2 separate regions of the Sus scrofa genome follow, and region 1 is linked to region 2. Evidence: chromatin contacts called from public Hi-C data. All regions are on one chromosome and are shown on one strand. The core of a region is the stretch at or near the end of the contact, and the rest is flanking DNA. Distances in the headings are between cores, read along the strand shown.

Region 1 (2,728 bases), core at 111-2,610, 140 kb after region 2:
GTTCACGGCAACACCAGATCCTTTAACCCACTGAGCAGGGCCAGGGATCGAACCCGAGTCCTCATGGATCCTAGCTGGGTTCATTACCACTGGCTGAGCCACAAGAGGAACATACTGACAATTATTCAGAGCTCTCTGGGGGCTGGGCCCAGGTTAGGTGCCACACATGCATTACTTTGTGTAATCCTGACAACATTCATGCAATACTTTTTTTTTTTTTTTTTTTTTGGCCATGCCTGTGGCATGTGGAAATTCCCAAGCCAGGGATCGAACCTGCGTCCCAGCACTGACTAGAGCCACAGCTGTGACCAAAGCCACAGCAGGGGCGATGCCAGATCCATAACCTCCTGTGTCACAGAACTCTCCTGCGAAGTTTTATAGATGAAAAAATTGAGGCTCAGAGATGAAACTATGAAGCCACATGGTTGGAGCCGATGATATGATTCCAATCTAGTAAGGCTAGCCTATGTGTACAAAAAAATCTGGAGATAACCCCAAACTGGGCCTGGGGATTATGCCTCGGAAACGTCTTATAGGCGCTTTCACTTTCAATGCCATCTCTTTCTGCTCTGTTAAATTTGGTGGAACATGCCTGGACCTTTCTAATCAGAGAAAGCAATATTTTGCTTTAAAAAAAAAAAAAAAAGATTTAGAAAAGTTACTAAAAAAGTTCCTGTCCTGTATCTCCTTGGCCCAGGACCTGGGTACCCTCTCCCCACTGCTCCTTCTTCCAGATGGGGCCACCTGCTTGTCCAGAGTCCCAATCCCCACTGATAAAGGCTGGGGCCCACCGAGCCCCATATCAGGCCCGCACAGCCCCTGCAGTCCCATTCATCTGGTGACCCCAGAGAGGGTGGGCCCAGCCCCAGGAATCAGCAGGTTCCAGGGCCCTGGAGATAAGAGGAGCTTCAGGGGGTGGGTGTACCAGCGGGGCCAGGGTCTGCAGCAGGGGTGTGAGCCAGGGATGCTGGTGGGCCTCTCCCACTGGATGGAAAAGCTGCTAAGACCCAGAGAAGGTGTTACCAGCCTGGTCTGTCTGTGGATGTGACTTTTGTCTGCTGTGTGGCTCTGAGTACATGTCATCCCCTCTCTGAACCCCTGAGGTTCCCCTGAGAGTCTTTGGTTCCAGCCTGCTCCTCTTTTAGGAAGTCACCTGGGCCCCGAAAATACCACTGAGAGTCCCCAGCGTACAGGCCGACAGCAGGATGGACTGTCCTTGGGCCTCCAGGATCAACTCTGAGTGATCCGCGGAGGCCCAGTGTGACCCTGAGCCCTCGCAAACATGCCTGCCTGGTCATGCCCAAGTCGACCGGCCCCAAGGACAAGCCCTGCCACCCAGGGCCAGGCCAAGTCTTGTTTACATGTCCAAAGGTCAGATGCCGCCTTCCAGGGAGGGCCTCAGCGGGTGAGAGTGTGCAGCTGTGTGCCCAGGACTCAGATAAAGTGTGCCCTCGGGAGGGGCGGGCAGCGCCGGGGGAGGGTGGAGTCAGAAGGACGCCCAGCTTGTCGGCAAGGGAGAGCCTCTGCCTGCTCCCTGCTGTGGGCCCTGGGGGTCGCCTCCCCAGCGGCGGGTCCAGGACCACCCTCACGCCCCCTCGCTCCGTGTCCCCGGGCCTAGGACCGCCCTGTACTGCCCATCACCGTTCATCCACCCCCCTGTGCCTCAGTTTCCTCTCAGCTGCGAGGGTGCGGAGAGGGCGGAGGAAGCCGAGGCAGGGTGGGTGGCTGGGGACAGGGGGGCGGAAGGCACTGCACGGGGGAGTCTCTCTCGTTAGCTGTAGCTCCGTGTTGGGGCGTCCCCCCTCCACCGTAAGAGACCCGAGAAAGCCCCCTCGGAGAGGCTCCAAATCACAGGGTGGAGCCTAAAGTCGCCTTCTGCCCTTGAGGCATTTTCCAACGGCTTTCGAATCCTCCCCCCTCCCCTCCCCACTGCCCTATTGTGTCAACAAAAGCCTGGGGGCTTCCATTCTCCTTTCCTTCTTCCATTCCTTTGTGGTGACGGATCTGTACGTTGAAACCTAAAAAGTGGTGCCTCTTCTTCCTTCCTTCCTTTTTCACCTCTCGGCAGCGTATGGAAGTTCCGGGCCATGGATCGAATCTGAGCCAGGAGCAACCTGCGTCGCAGCTGCAGCAATGCCAGATCCTTAACCCACTGCTCCACAGCGGGAACTCCAAAAGTGGTACTTTTTCAATGTGTGTGTGCCCCGTGCACACAGAGAGGGTGTCCACAGAGGATGTCTCTGCCTGGTGGGGCCGGGGGGAGGGGGCGGGGGGGAAAGAGAGCTCTAATTCAACCCCTAGCTTGGGAACTTCCATTCGCCCCTGGGCGAGACCCTAAAAAGACAACAAAACAAGACCGAAAAAAATCCTACTCTCTCTTTTTTTCTTTTACGGCCGCACCTGCGGCATATGGAAGTTCCTAGGCTAGGGGTCAAATCCGAATCCGAGGTGCCGCTGCTGGCCTACACCACAGCCTCAGCCACGCCGAATCTGAACCACATCTGCATCCTACACTGCAGCTCGTTGCAACCTGATTAACCCACTGAGTGAGGCCAGGGATGGAACCACAGCCTCACGGACACTATGTTGGGTTCTAAACCCGCTGAGCCACAGTGGGAACTCCTCCTCTCTCTTTCCTGATAAAGGTAAAAGCCCCTCAGGTATACTGGCGTGGAAAAGTTCCGGCAGGGGTCACACCAAATGATTAATTTAACTCCTGCCATTTTCT
Region 2 (2,730 bases), core at 210-2,709:
AAGGAGAGAGTGGGGCTGGGGCAAACCCAGGGACCCCTCCACACAGGAGCTACTCCGGGGTCCCACTTGGGAGGGCACCAGATGATCCAGACCACTCTACCCAGGCTGTCAACCAGCCCCCAACACCCGCCCCCACCAGCTAGCTGTTTCCTCCTTGCCCCTCCTCCCCACTGCCAGGACTTTTTGAGCAGCTTTCTTTTGTTAAATCAGTTATCAGGAAAGGGAAAACAAGAGCTACAATAAAACTAAACAAAAACTTAACTTTGACATGGGGGCTTCACACCTCGATCTGAGCCCAAGGGGGTGCAGGCTGGGGCAGCCCTTCTCTACATGGTAGTGCATTTACTCCTGGATTTAGGAGCAAGTGAGAGAAACCTGCCCCTCTGCACGGCTGAGGTGTACAGACCTTGTGATGTTTGATGCTCAAAAGTGGTGTTGGCATGGACCCATCTTGGGAGGGCACGGGATGAACAGAAGGATTTAGGCAGGCTGTTGCTTTGTTGCTCAGATCTTGGATTCCCCATGGAAGATGGTGGGTATGAAGTGGCAAGCCCTGATGGCCCTTGCTACTCCTGGCATGCTTGTCACAGATACATCGGTCCTAAATTCAAGTGTCTTCAGAAAGTGAAGATGTAAACTACTCTTCGCAACAATAACTCCTAACATGTTACAAAAGGAAAAAAAAAAAAAAAAAAAAAAAAAAAAGGAAGAAAAACACTCTCCCCTCCCCCCATCCTCAGCCTGTTTTGAGATGAAGTCCTAACCTCCCCACCCAAAGGGGCTGCCTCTTTTTGGGTGTCTGTGGGGAGGATCAGGCAGAGAATGGCAGCCCCCAGGCCTGGGAGGAAGCTCTAGCTAAGAGCCTTACCCCCACACCCCCAAGGCTTCCTTGTGCCCCCAAACCCCACAGAGGACAAACACTGAGGTTTCTGTGGTGCTGGATACAGTACAGGGCTGAGAGAGACCCAAAGGAAAAGGGTTGGAATGAAGGGAAAGAGGACGGGGTGCAACAGTCCAGTGTCTGGTACATTGTGGGGCAGGCACCAGACTGGGCAGGGAGAGGCCTTAGACCCCACTGTCAAAGCAGAGGTCACTCAACCTTGGCTTTCAAGACAACTGGCTCACAGGAACTGAGATGGGCTTTCCCATACTAACCACCGGGAGGACAGAGATGCAGGGAGGGCACCGGCCAAAGAAATGAAGTGCCCAAGATGGGGCAAGCCCTTGCCAGCCTGAGATACTGTCTCCTCCTCCCGACCTCAGGGCCCAACAGAGGAAGCAAGTGAAAAAAACGCCAAGAAATCTGAGTGCATGGCTACTGCCACCACAGGGCAAATGTGTCATCACACCCGCACCTGGCACGTGGCCCAGTCTGTGAGGGTTGGTCTTCAGTCACCCTCCCTAGCTTTGGATGCGAGGAGACTCCAGCCAATCCACTGTCAGTCACAGCCCGAGCCAAGCAATCCGTGGCTGGAGAAGAGAAGTCGGGGAGACCCCATGTCCACATACGCCGTCCTGCCAAGGGGCTTCTCCAACCGGCAGGACGCCCCCACCCTCAAAGCTTCCTCGTCTCCTTCGCAGGTGGGGTCCACAGGAGGGTGGGTGGAAATGGCTTGCGCGGGAGGGGAACACAAGATGGGCATACCCACCCGGCCCAAGGGAGAACGGCATCTTTCTCCACCTTTTATGAGACAAAGCCTCCTTGAGGTCTCACCAATCTTTCATGGCAACACTTAGAAATGTTTCCAAGCCTCAGCTGTCCAGTGTTCAGTTTTCCCCTCTGAGGTGGGGGAGACGGTCGAGCTGAGGACGAGTGTGCCCCAGATCCAGGCCAACGCTGTCCTCCAACAGTTTGAAGCAAACTTGGCCTTGGGGTTCCAAGGGTAGGATGAAGGGTGTCACAACAGGATGGGGCCTGGCGTGAGGCAACAGCAAGCAGAGCGAGGACACAACAGTGGCAGCAGTGTACAGACACAGGACGTCAGCTTCAAATGATGCAACAGCAGGGATATTTCAGGCACGGCTCTGATCTGAGCCGCTCCCAACTCTCTTGCCTACAGGCAGGAGGCACTGTACATGCAACTCAGTCCAGAGAAAGATCCTAGCCAATCCAGCCCAGGCACATCCAGAGAAGGTGGGAGCTCTTCAAGTTGACTCCACCGAGGAAAACAGGCATTTGGGTATTTCAGATTCTCACTCCACAATAAGGCAACTTTTAAAAAAATATTATTTCCAAGAACAAACCAAAAAAAAAAAAAATTAAAAAAAAAAAAATCCAAGGGTAGAGGAAAGATATTTTTTTGTGGATTAGGTGGGGGTTTTCTGATGCTTTTTTTTTTTTTTTTTTTTTTTGGTCTTTTATGGTCGATTTTATCTTTTTTTCCCCCCCCCATTTTCCCAAGGATGGAAAGGTCTGAGAAAAATAAAATAAATCATCTTTCAATAGTCTTTTCTGGTACGAGCAGCGTCCTTCTGGGCTGGGGAGTAAGGGGCACGGGGAGAGGGGAGTGGAGCGAGCCCCTCCCCTTTAGATCCTTTGGTTTCCTTCTCCCAGAGGATGGCAGAAGGGTGTGGTGGGGACGGCGGGGAGAGAACACGGTGACGGCAAGCCCCAGATGGTCAAGGGGCCGGTGCTCGTGGGGTCCAGGGACGCTGCCAGAGCCTTCCATGGGACAGTGCTGGGCAATGGGGCCCCACAGGGCCTTCTTGTGGGCTGCATAGTTGGCTTGA

The links. Hi-C and Micro-C count contacts between places; a contact is called where the count stands out from the background.
Region 1: a Hi-C map of liver shows a contact between it and region 2, with 5 times the contacts expected there. The contact joins two enhancer-like sites. A contact is called at or near these places in 3 of 5 promoter capture datasets (fetal liver, fetal skeletal muscle and liver), 34 of 47 Hi-C or Micro-C datasets (adipocytes, adipose tissue, alveolar macrophages and 17 more) and 2 of 2 datasets of contacts at active chromatin or transcription factors (alveolar macrophages and skeletal muscle).

The regions. Positions count from the first base shown.
Region 1 is chr16:68,528,786-68,531,513 of Sscrofa11.1, forward strand. No RefSeq gene overlaps it. Among named protein-coding and RNA genes, the nearest start is that of LARP1, 79 kb to the left of the region's middle. Within about 2 kb of position 1,361, at least 27 of the 83 cell types and tissues checked have an H3K27ac peak or open chromatin away from gene starts, as enhancers often do. A contact at or near this core is called in adipose tissue and liver, where this site is marked.
Region 2 is chr16:68,391,217-68,393,946 of Sscrofa11.1, forward strand. It overlaps LARP1 (la-related protein 1), which reads right to left. Exons shown (of 19, transcript XM_021076708.1): 19 at 1-2,730. Among named protein-coding and RNA genes, the nearest start is that of FAXDC2, 33 kb to the left of the region's middle. Within about 2 kb of position 1,460, at least 12 of the 83 cell types and tissues checked have an H3K27ac peak or open chromatin away from gene starts, as enhancers often do. A contact at or near this core is called in adipose tissue and liver, where this site is marked.